Regions from separate parts of the Arabidopsis thaliana genome. Here region 1 is linked to region 2. Evidence: chromatin contacts called from public capture Hi-C data. All regions are on one chromosome and are shown on one strand. Each heading gives the region's core, a stretch centred on a gene start, on an enhancer-like site or on the middle of the called end of the contact. The rest is flanking DNA. Distances are from core to core; before and after follow the strand shown. Region 1 holds the start of AT5G35170 (adenylate kinase family protein). Region 2 holds the start of AT5G34930 (arogenate dehydrogenase).

Region 1 (6,311 bases), core at 1,795-4,294, 190 kb after region 2:
CGGAGTTCAGATTCTTGGCATGGCTGTTGTTACCATTTTGTTTGCTGCTCTAGGGTTCATGTCACCGGCTTCACGTGGAACACTTATTACTGGTATGCTCTTCTTCTACATGATTCTTGGCATTGCAGCTGGTTATGTTTCTGTTCGTCTTTGGAGGACAATTGGTTGTGGCGAACACCGTGGATGGATGTCTGTCGCATGGAAAGCTGCTTGCTTTTTCCCGGGTATTGCGTTTCTGATCCTTACAACGCTGAACTTCCTTCTATGGGGTAGCCATAGCACTGGAGCCATTCCTTTCTCTCTATTTGTCATCCTCCTCCTCCTGTGGTTTTGCATCTCGGTTCCTCTAACTCTTATCGGTGGTTACTTTGGAGCCAAGGCTCCTCACATTGAATTCCCAGTTCGAACAAACCAAATTCCCCGGGAAATCCCCGCTCAGAAATACCCATCCTGGCTTCTGGTTCTTGGCGCTGGAACACTTCCATTCGGTACCCTCTTCATCGAGCTTTTCTTTATCATGTCCAGCATCTGGATGGGCCGTGTCTACTACGTCTTTGGATTCCTTTTTGTAGTCTTGATCCTTCTTGTCGTAGTGTGTGCCGAGGTTTCCCTAGTGCTAACATACATGCACCTGTGCGTTGAAGACTATAAGTGGTGGTGGAAATCCTTCTTTGCATCTGGATCCGTTGCAATCTACATCTTCATATACTCCATAAACTATCTCGTCTTCGACCTCAAAAGCTTGAGTGGACCCGTTTCAGCGACTCTTTATCTCGGCTACTCTCTCTTTATGGTCCTGGCTATCATGCTCGCAACAGGTACCGTTGGTTTCCTCTCTTCCTTCTGGTTCGTACACTACTTGTTTTCTTCGGTGAAACTTGACTAAGGAATCAGACCAGAGGCTTATTGGCTTAAAGAGATTGTATAACTTTTTGGAGAGAACTGAGATATCGTTTAAGCAAAGGCATCAATCAAATCATTCAATTGCTCCAACAAGGAAGTGTAAGGGTTCATTGTGTCATATTGGAAGCTTCAAATTTTCCTTTTCATCGTGTAAGAAAATTTGTTTCCTCTTTCTTGTTTTTCTCATCTTGTTGCATCTTTTATGGTAATGCCTCTGAACTTGAAAATGTTTATTTTTTTCCTTAATGTTTAAGATTAATTTTGGTTCTGTTCGGTTTTGATTACTATAGAATACACACTCTACCATGTTGGTGACCGTTGCCTTTTCATCTCTTGTTTTCTAGAACTAGAATTGACATTTTGGTAGAGATGTTGTGGTGGGTAAAAAAGCTCAGCCCGACCTGAATCCAAAATAAACCCGTCCACCAAAAACCCAACTTTAGAAAACCCAGATGGGTTTTTGATATAGTGGGTAAAGCTCCAAAAAACCTGATTGTTACGAGACTACCCGTGGGTATCCAACTTAGTTTTTATCATTTTTTTAGAGTTTATGTTTAACTGTTAATATACTATTATATGTATGTTATATCTATATTTTGCTTATAAATATATTTTAAATTATATTTATTTTCTGTATTACATATAAATTTGATGGGAAAAAGGTTGAATTGCGTCTTTGGCGGGAAAATGTTAAATTGCGTTTTTTGGCGGAAAAATGTTAAATTGCGTTTTTGGCGGAAAAATGTTGAATATCATTTTTGGCGGAAAAATGTTAAATTGCGTTTTTGACCGGAAAATGTGAAATCTTTTTGGCGGGAAAATGTTGAATGTCGTTTTGGCGGGAAAATGTTAAATTGAGTTTTTGGCGGGAAAATGTTGAATTGCGTTTTGGCGGGAAAATGTTGAATTGCGTTTTGGCGGGAAAATTTTGAATGTCGTTTTTGGCGCGAAAATGTTGAATTGCGTTTTGGCGGGAAAATGTTGATTGTCGTTTTTGGCGAGAAAATGTTGAATGTCTTTTTTGTCGGGAAAATGTTGAATGTCTTTTTTAGCGTTAAACTGTTAAATCGCGGTTTTGGGGAAAAAATGTGAAAAAAAAATTGACAACAAAATGTTGATTCACTTGAAAAATGACTTAAAAAAAATCCGTGGGTACCTATAATCCAATGAGGTAAACCCATATGGGTTTTATTTATTTGGGTACCCAGCCCATTTTAAACCTGTGTTTTTTTTCCAGAAAAAGTAGATGTATGGGCTTAAAATTTTATGTGGGTTTTGGGTACCCAGTGAGTTTTAACCCATCATTAACATCTCTACATTTTGGTAACAAATTGAATCACCAGTCTATAGAATTGTTGAGTTTGTGATACATTTTTGTTATGAATTTGAGTAAAGAAGTAAACAAACGCGAAATAGTAGGGAAAATGGAAAATGGAATTTTCATACCCTTACAATCCGCCAAATGTGTTTTTAGACTTAGGCGCTAAATGTTTTGTAGCTTTTTATTGGTTTTTAGTTTTTGATTTTTTTACTTTTTATTTTGTTGTAGATTTTATTTTTTGCAAAATCATGAATGAAAATTTGTTTAATTTTTAGCTTTTACGTAAATTGTTAAAAAAAATCCACAAATTTGGGTTTTAGATTCTATGAAGAAATAGCTAAAAACTTCTAAAATCTGGTTTTCTATTTCTTAGGAAATCTACATTTTGTAAAATCATGAATGAGTAATTATTTGGTTTTTCAAAATCTAAAAACTATTCCAAAAATTGCAGTCATTCAAGGCCTTATCCAAAAATATACGGTTAATTTTAACTAAACTCCAACAAAATTTGAATTTCATACCTAAACTTTATTTAGTATCTAATTCGATATCGTAATTAACCGTTACAGTTGCGAATCAACTGACATATGTTTAATAGTATGGCTTAAAACGACATCGTGTTGCTTGTTTAAGTTAACGTTTGAATTTTTCTACAAAAATCGGGTCTCGACAAATCGATATATTTCGTAAACGAGTGAAACGTTGTGGGTTTAAGATCCGATTTTTGCAGAATAATTCAAACTTTAAAACGGTTTTTTGGCCAAAACAAAAAATATGAAACTAATAATAAAAAATGAAATCTAGCCTCTAGGCCACAAATATACATTTGTCCATCTTTTGCATAATGGATAAGAGTACGACAAAACATTGTGGATATTTATTTTCTCCCAAAAGCATTCTTCTTTTAATTTAGTCCATTTTATAGTTTTTTGTGGTGGCCGTTATTTAAAATCCAGTCCAGAAAGAAACAATGTTGCATTGATTGATCCAAGGAAGGAGCAAAGTAGAGGATTTAACAATGGCGTCTCTTTCTCTCAGTTCTGCTCATTTCTCTTCAACTTCTTCTTCATCTCGCTCCTCTATATCCACTTCATCGCTTTCTCCGTCGTCAACTTCTCTCCCTCTCTTACAATCACCGATCCGCCGCCGTTACCGCTCCCTCCGCCGCCGTCTCTCCTTCTCCGTCATTCCCCGTCGGACTTCTCGCTCCTTCTCCACTTCCAATTCTCAGGTACTTCTTCTTACTTACCTTGTTCTCTTCAAATTACTGATCCAATCCGTTTCCTCAAATGTGCTTAATTTTACACAATTCATGACCAATTCGGAATCTGTAGATGGAGAATTACTGTAATGTGTTTTGTATCCGTTTGTGAATTGTGATTGTATAGATTAGGTGTTCGATAAATGAGCCGTTGAAGGTGATGATTTCGGGTGCACCGGCTTCAGGAAAAGGCACTCAATGTGAGCTCATTGTTCACAAGGTAATATTTTCCACTCTTCTCTATCGGTTTCTTGTTTTGAGCTCATTGTTCACAAGGTAATTTTTTTATACTCTTTCATGATCTCTTTTCTGGTTGTCTTATGGGTTCTGACTCATGGTAGATTCTCTCTTGAGTGCGGTGAAGAATGGATATGCATTTAAAATTATCTAGTATACTGAACAATGCATATAAAACGTTTGCTGTGACTCATAAAATCTTATTTGCCATCCAAAGGTTGCTGAATTTTCCTTGATCTTTGGACTGTTCATTAAATTATTGCAATAATCACAGTTTCTAGTACGTTTGATGTAAGGAAGACTATCTATGTTGCCATTGTTTGTATGTCTTGATTTATATCAAGTTTCTCTTTCTTGGTCATGCAGTTTGGTTTGGTGCACATATCAACAGGGGATCTATTGAGAGCAGAGGTGTCATCTGGGACAGATATTGGAAAGAGAGCAAAAGAGTTCATGAACTCGGGTAGTTTGGTTCCTGATGAGATTGTTATAGCGGTACTGATTTTACTTACCTGTTTCATGCATTATTTTATAATATTACTCTGATATCTACTACCTTTCTAGATGGTGGCTGGAAGATTATCACGTGAAGATGCTAAAGAGCATGGATGGCTTCTTGATGGATTTCCACGGAGTTTTGCCCAGGCACAAAGTCTGGACAAACTGAACGTGAAACCTGACATTTTTATCTTACTAGATGTACGTGCAAATTACTCTTATTGCGTTTGTTATCCATTTCAGCAATAGGTGTTGAAACCAATTTTCACTATCAGTGGCTATGTTTCTTTGCTTATATGTCATTCTTAATGACAGGTTCCTGATGAAATTCTGATCGATAGATGTGTTGGTCGAAGGTTGGATCCAGTGACTGGAAAAATTTATCATATCAAAAATTACCCTCCTGAATCAGATGAAATTAAAGCAAGACTGGTTACACGCCCGGATGATACAGAGGAGAAGGTGACCTTTTGGACCTATTATTTGCTTTTGAATTTTTTAACTACCGTCAATTGTAATCTCACAAGTTTACTTCGTTGAAGGTAAAAGCACGGCTGCAAATATACAAACAAAATTCTGAAGCGATTATTTCAGCATACTCAGATGTTATGGTCAAGGTACTAGGCAATTTTTTTTTGGTTTCCCTTAACCTTTGGTTCTTAAAGTATTGCAATGCCATCTTTGATATTTGTGGTTTGGTATCATCTCATTCGAACACAGATTGATGCAAACAGGCCAAAAGAAGTGGTTTTCGAGGAGACCCAGACTCTACTGTCTCAGATACAGTTAAAGAGAATGATAAAGACTGGCAAGTAGTCACACATTTATATATATATGTATATTTTCATGGTGCCGTTCTTGATAGCAGGGTCAGTGTTTTCCAGTTCAAGATGAGTTTCCCCAATCTTTGTAATCTTAACTTTTATCTTGTTCTATTCTAGGTTATTTAGAAAATACCTTGTTCAGTAATTTGTCTCTTTGCTTCCATAGGAAATACCATCTTTTGGTTGTTATTAGAATTTTGATTCTGGTATTCTAAACAATAATCTTGGTTAAACTTTATGGACACATGTAACATAGAAAGGGAGATTCAGGAACTCCCCTAGTGTGTTTGAAGATTTTATTGTCAATCATTATGTTTTAGGACTAAATTTTTCCTTTTACTTCTTGTTTAACTTTGATTTGATGACCACTGTATGCATGCGACGCTAATTCTGAAACAGGTCCTTGCAGATAAAGCATCTCCTGTTCAGGTCCTTGAATAATACTTTTCTTTGAAGCTATCAAGTAGCTGGAAGTAAATTGGGAGATATTCTTATCTTTGTCATGTAACATTTCTTTCAGGATAAATGGAGAGGAATACCGACGAGATTGAATAACATTCCACATTCGAGGGATATCAGGGCTTATTTTTATGAAGATGTGCTGCAAGCCACAATTAGATCTATCAAGGATGGTAACACCCGTCTTCGGGTGAGGCTAATCCACACAATCTATTTGCAATGTCGCATGTTATGTCATCTTTATTTTGCAATTCCTAAAGCAGCTGCTTGACGGGACTGATACTGTTACAAATGAATAGGTGGACATTAATATCCCTGAGCTAAATCCGGAAATGGTCAGTTATTCATTTCACTAACTGTTTTATACGATTTCTAAAGCTTCATAAGTTGTACCAAAAAGCAAGCTATTGTGATAAATAGGATGTTTACCGGATAGGAACCTTGATGGAACTTGTTCAAGCTTTAGCTTTATCATTCGCTGACGATGGAAAAAGAGTGAAGGTATACATGGTTTGGAAGACTTAAGTGATGTCACATGAATACAGTTTCACAAATCTTGTTCATTCAGCTTTTTTCCTCTTCCAGGTTTGTGTTCAGGGATCAATGGGGGAAGGTGCACTTGCTGGGATGCCATTGCAGTTGGCAGGCACTCGAAAGATTTTAGAATATATGGACTGGGGTGATGATGAAACTTTGGGAACTTTCGTCAAGCTTGGTGCAATTGGTAAATATCCAAAACCAAATACTTTTCAAAGATGTATTGACAAAACCATGTTTAACACTAGAAATACTCAGATACCTCTTGACT
Region 2 (5,734 bases), core at 34-2,533:
TTTGTAATACAACCGTAGTTTGTTGTTTCCAAAATGTTGTTCGCATTGTGTATAATGATAGCTTATTGTCTAATTGTTGTGATCTGCTTCTTTTTTCATGTTTTTATTTTTACTTTTGAGTTATACATATAGATTAACATATATGTCAATGTTTTTTAACCCGACTCGCACGATGAACCGGACTACTTTCGTGATCACCGGTTCATTGAGTCAATCCAGTTCGATGACGGGTCAATTTCTTAAAGTTTTTTTTAATGTTACAGAGATTATATAGTTTTTATATATAAAAGATATATCATATTTAACAAAGTAATATATTTAACAATAATAATAAAGTGATTAATTTTTTAAGTCCAACTAAAGTATAAAGCCGTAACAAATATGAAAATAGTGGAGATCACCGATGACATAAATAAACTAATAAAACATCGCGGATTTAAAACAACGAATCTCGATTTTCTCTCTCATCATTTCATTCACTCTTAAGGCGGGATTGTGAAGTCTTCATCAATTTAAAACATCAAATGAGTATATGAACTAGAAAAAGTTATAAAAATAATATAATATAGTCTAAAATCTTTTATTTTAGACTTTTTTTCCGAGATATCCTATGTATTTTTTTTTTTCTTCATTAAAGTTTCTAATTTTCTATCCTCTTGGTTTTTGTTCTGTTTTCATTTTCTTCCCGTTGTCTCCATGAATTTTTTTTTACTTTTTCCTCATAAATTAATTTTAAGCTGTGTTCTAAAAAGCGGTTTAGGCGGCACTACGCTCTTAAGTGACTCGTAGACAACCGCTTTGACCGCCTAAATTTGCATAAGTTCCGGTTTACTGTATTGTTTTTTATTTTTAACTATATAAAACTTTCTTATAAGTCTTAACTCAATATATATTCTTTGATATGAATTTAACTAATTTTTGTTTATGATTTAACATTTTAATTTTTCTAATAGATAGTTATATATAATTTATTATCTATAATATTATATTCAATATGTATTATATTATAAACTTTTAAACTGTATAAAATCGTCTAAACTCCTATTAAGCATTGTAGGCGTTAGGCGCTATGTTACCGCCTGCCTAGCGTTTTCTTCGACACTGATTTTAAGTAACATTTCGAGCTAGTCTCATTAACGCCTCTATTTATATTTGATAATTTTACTAATTCATTTTTTTATCTTGATTTGAAAGAAAAATGTTCAGTGGTAATATGATTAGTAAAATTATAAAAAAATTTCTTTCTTTTATTAAATACAAAAGTTCTTAAAACGTGCAGACTTGAAGATCTCCACAAACCTCCAAAAGTCTATTCAAATGGCAGAGACAGTTGAATCCATCATCATCATCATCATCGTCTTCTCCAAATGATCTTTCAATCTCATTCTCATCATCTTCTTCTCTATCAATCCTCATCTTCCTCCTCCTTCTTCTTCCTCCCAAAGCTCATCACCAAACCTCCTCTCTCCCTCTCATTTACCTCTCTTTCCTCAATGCTCCCTTCTCTCTCTCTCTCCACCGCCAACCGCCACCTCTCCGTCACCGACACCATCCCTCTTCCCAACTCCAACTCCAACGCCACCCCTCCTCTCCGTATCGCCATCATCGGATTCGGAAACTACGGCCAATTCCTTGCCGAAACCCTAATTTCTCAAGGCCACATTCTCTTCGCTCACTCCCGATCCGATCACTCCTCCGCCGCTCGCCGTCTCGGTGTCTCATACTTCACCGATCTTCACGATCTCTGCGAACGTCATCCTGACGTAGTCCTTCTCTGTACTTCAATCCTCTCCATAGAGAATATTCTCAAAACGTTGCCGTTTCAGAGACTCCGTCGCAACACTCTCTTCGTTGATGTTCTCTCCGTTAAAGAGTTTGCTAAAACTCTTCTCCTTCAATACTTACCTGAAGATTTCGATATTCTTTGTACACATCCAATGTTTGGTCCTCAGAGTGTGAGTTCAAATCATGGCTGGAGAGGATTAAGATTTGTGTATGATAAAGTTAGGATTGGGGAAGAGAGATTGAGAGTCTCAAGGTGTGAGAGTTTTCTTGAGATTTTTGTTAGAGAAGGATGTGAGATGGTGGAGATGAGTGTTACTGATCATGATAAGTTTGCTGCTGAATCACAGTTTATAACTCATACTCTTGGTAGGCTTTTGGGGATGTTGAAGTTGATATCGACGCCGATTAATACGAAAGGGTACGAGGCGTTGCTTGATTTAGCTGAGAATATTTGTGGGGATAGTTTTGATTTGTATTATGGGTTGTTTGTGTATAATAACAACTCTTTGGAGGTGTTAGAGAGGATTGATTTGGCTTTCGAGGCTTTGCGTAAGGAGCTTTTTAGTCGGCTTCACGGTGTTGTGAGGAAGCAGTCTTTTGAAGGTGAAGCAAAGAAAGTTCATGTTTTTCCAAATTGTGGTGAAAATGATGCTTCTTTGGATATGATGAGGTATGTAGTTAGTTAGTTAGTTACATTGTGTGGTTTGATGCATTTTGGATTTGGTTTCTTATTGTAAATAGTTATCGATTTGTGATCTTGCAGGTCAGAAGATGTTGTTGTGAAGTATGAATATAACTCCCAGGTGTCTGGTAGTGTTAATGACGGTTCGAGGCTCAAGATTGGTATCGTCGGGTTTGGAAATTTTGGACAGTTTCTAGGTAAAACCATGGTCAAGCAGGGTCACACTGTGTTAGCTTATTCCAGAAGTGACTACACTGATGAAGCAGCAAAGCTCGGTGTTTCGTATTTTTCAGATCTTGATGATCTATTTGAAGAGCATCCTGAAGTTATTATTCTCTGTACGTCAATCCTTTCGACTGAAAAAGTTCTCGAGTCACTACCGTTTCAGAGACTGAAGAGAAGCACACTTTTTGTGGATGTACTCTCAGTAAAAGAGTTCCCGAGGAATTTATTTCTTCAAACTCTCCCACAAGATTTTGATATTTTGTGCACGCATCCTATGTTTGGGCCAGAGAGTGGTAAAAATGGATGGAACAATCTTGCCTTTGTGTTTGATAAGGTTAGGATTGGAATGGATGATAGAAGAAAATCGAGGTGTAACAGTTTTCTTGATATTTTTGCCCGTGAAGGATGTCGTATGGTGGAGATGTCGTGTGCTGAACATGATTGGCATGCTGCTGGATCACAGTTTATCACACACACAGTGGGAAGGCTTCTGGAGAAGCTGAGCTTGGAATCTACTCCTATAGATACCAAAGGTTATGAGACATTGCTAAAACTGGTGGAGAATACTGCTGGTGACAGCTTTGATCTGTACTATGGACTATTTTTATACAATCCTAATGCAATGGAACAGCTTGAGAGGTTTCATGTGGCTTTTGAATCATTGAAGACACAGCTCTTTGGACGACTACATTCTCAACATTCTCATGAGCTAGCTAAATCATCTTCCCCAAAGACAACTAAGCTATTAACTAGCTAAAGTTAATATTCTCTCAGTCATGCTCCTTGACTACTAATTATACTGTTCTACTCAATACTCAATATGGTGGAAATCGTTTGGTCTTTGAAAGGCTTTGATGTAAGTTTCTTTCTTTCTTTGTAGCTTTATTTGACCCTTTTGTGGGTTTGTTGTGTCTTTTGTCCTCGATACGGGCTTCACAGTCCCAACCAGTTTGAATGTTAAACAGAAATAAAGTGCAGACAAGATTTTGAGTTTGGAAATTGTTTCACTTATTTTATTTGGTTCAAATACTTTGAACTCACAGCTTTCAATGCTTATAGGTTTATGAAAGAAAGGTACGCTTCTTTATTTTTCTCTAATCAAATAACTGAATGAAGGAACTGTCTTAAGTTCCATATGCAGCTACCTTAAGCACATGCAGGTACAACAACATTCCGCATATGCACAAACACAATGGAATATGGAGCTATTGTTATTGGCTCTGTTGAATTTATATGTATCGGCTCTATAGGAGGTAAATCACCCATCGAATTAACCTGAAGAGCATTTCCGTTGAGTAGCATAGTCTGACTGTGTAGGTTTCCATCCTTTGCTGTCAAATGGTACTCTTCTCTTTGGATTACTCCATTAGGACCCCCAAAAAGTTGGGAACTTGCTCTTTTATAAGACTTCATGTGCTTTGTATGTCTCAGACTGAAACTGTTATTTAACTCTACTTTCGCTACAACCGTTGTAGTATTGTCAAGGTTCATCAGTAAAACTGTGATCCCTTTCTGCATGATGAAACTTTAAAAGTTAGATCGGAATTCATCTGAGTATAATGCTATTTGAGTTACTTGTATGGAAACTCGACTTACCGATTGTCTTGCACAATGGGTGTACGAACGTATCTTTTTGGTTCCGGAAAAGGTTGTGAACAATGCCTTTCTTCCCATAAGTTGTCGCCAGATCAGAGCACTGCATGTTAACAAGTAGCATGACTTGTAGTTAGGGTTATATACTCCTTTTATTGCTTGTCTTTTTAACCATTTCTCCTGGTGACATAATAGATTCATCTGATGTTACCTGTAATAGTCTGGATTTGGTGTGAAGTTAGTAGTATTTAGCAGCCCATAGTTTCCTCCGATCAGAGACTGTCTACAGTATGTTTTTGTATCATAAAGCGATGCCATACCAAGCTGGTCCAGGTACCTACCATCACACAGTTTAATCTCATTAGAAATGCTTTTAATGTATTACTTATGATAACCTTAGTTTTTGCTGTCATGATATCTACTCTTACCAGAAACTATACACGAAAGCATTAGAGACAAGATTCCGCCCACTGTTGTAGGCACCACCGGACTCACCAACCCATGCCACAGCCTTTGTTGAGGAGTTTTTGATTATGTTCTTGAGACTGCGAAAACTTTTTGCCTCTTGGTCCAGATATGAAGGGTTTAGAATCTTTTCTATCAGATGTTCATCGACTCCTAATCAATCAAAATATTGTTTTCTTTCCATTCAGGTAAGGGAAATGATGAACCTGCAGGATCTGAAACGAAAGATAGTTGAGTATTCGGGTTACCTGGACCGAGATCGTAGATATGTCGAGTAGTAGCATTGAGAGAGTTTTCTGCTTTGTTCAGGTATTCTGTGAACCAATCAACTTCAAAGAAGCCACCCGGACCTATCACCAACGGCATGGGACTCACATTCTTGTAAACCCGGTTCACAATGTTTCGCAGATTTATGGTGTCTATAGCATATTGATTTGCACCAACTCGTGCACCAACACCACTTCCACACAGCTCATTGCCTATTGAGAAAAGAAGCAAAACCAGCTTGGAGATGAGTAGAGAATTCAATCAGGCTTATGCATTCTTTGTTATGTTGTAAAGTGACTTACCGAGCTCCCACCCGTCGATGGTGTAATTGTTCTCTGCTGTAAACCGGATGAACGATTCAGCATTGGTGTAATTCCAGGCTCCTATGGCTTCACCGTTAGATTTTATGGAACGTCCAGAAAGTGCATTCAGCCCGAAGATGACTTTAGTTCTGATTCAAACGACAAGTAGGTAAGGACAGAGACAGAGAGAAGAAAAGAAAGAAGATAATTTGAAGATATCTTTAGCTCTGATTCAAACCACAAGTAAGTAAGAAAAGAGACAGAGAGAAGAAAAGTAAGAAGAGAATTTGAAGATGACTTTAGCTCCGACTCAAACCACAAGTAGATAAGGAAAGAGACAGATAGAAGAGAATTTGAAGGTACCCGGTTTTGCGAAAGAAGGCATTGAGCTCGTCCCATCGACGCATAGGTAGAC

Evidence for each region. Capture Hi-C pulls out chosen DNA fragments and counts their contacts.
Region 1: a contact with region 2 is called in a capture Hi-C map of seedling, with 2.7 times the contacts expected there. The contact joins the promoter of AT5G35170 here to the promoter of AT5G34930 in region 2. A contact is called at or near these places in 2 of 26 Hi-C or Micro-C datasets (root and seedling) and 1 of 3 other capture datasets (seedling).

What each region holds. Positions count from the first base shown.
Region 1 is chr5:13,416,036-13,422,346 of TAIR10.1, forward strand. AT5G35170 (adenylate kinase family protein) reads left to right here and starts at 3,045. Exons shown (of 19, transcript NM_122908.4): 1 at 3,045-3,455; 2 at 3,613-3,705; 3 at 4,089-4,217; 4 at 4,287-4,421; 5 at 4,536-4,682; 6 at 4,763-4,837; 7 at 4,941-5,028; 8 at 5,454-5,473; 9 at 5,565-5,693; 10 at 5,803-5,838; 11 at 5,924-6,004; 12 at 6,089-6,227. The coding sequence starts at 3,243. AT5G35160 (Endomembrane protein 70 protein family) reads left to right here. Exons shown (of 2, transcript NM_001344097.1): 2 at 1-1,410. The coding sequence ends at 886.
Region 2 is chr5:13,232,074-13,237,807 of TAIR10.1, forward strand. AT5G34930 (arogenate dehydrogenase) reads left to right here and starts at 1,284. Exons shown (of 2, transcript NM_001344090.1): 1 at 1,284-2,455; 2 at 2,549-3,686. The coding sequence starts at 1,368. The coding sequence ends at 3,449. GUS3 (glucuronidase 3) reads right to left here. Exons shown (of 9, transcript NM_180762.3): 3 at 5,683-5,734; 4 at 5,320-5,468; 5 at 4,999-5,229; 6 at 4,714-4,903; 7 at 4,497-4,622; 8 at 4,289-4,388; 9 at 3,668-4,204. The coding sequence ends at 3,839.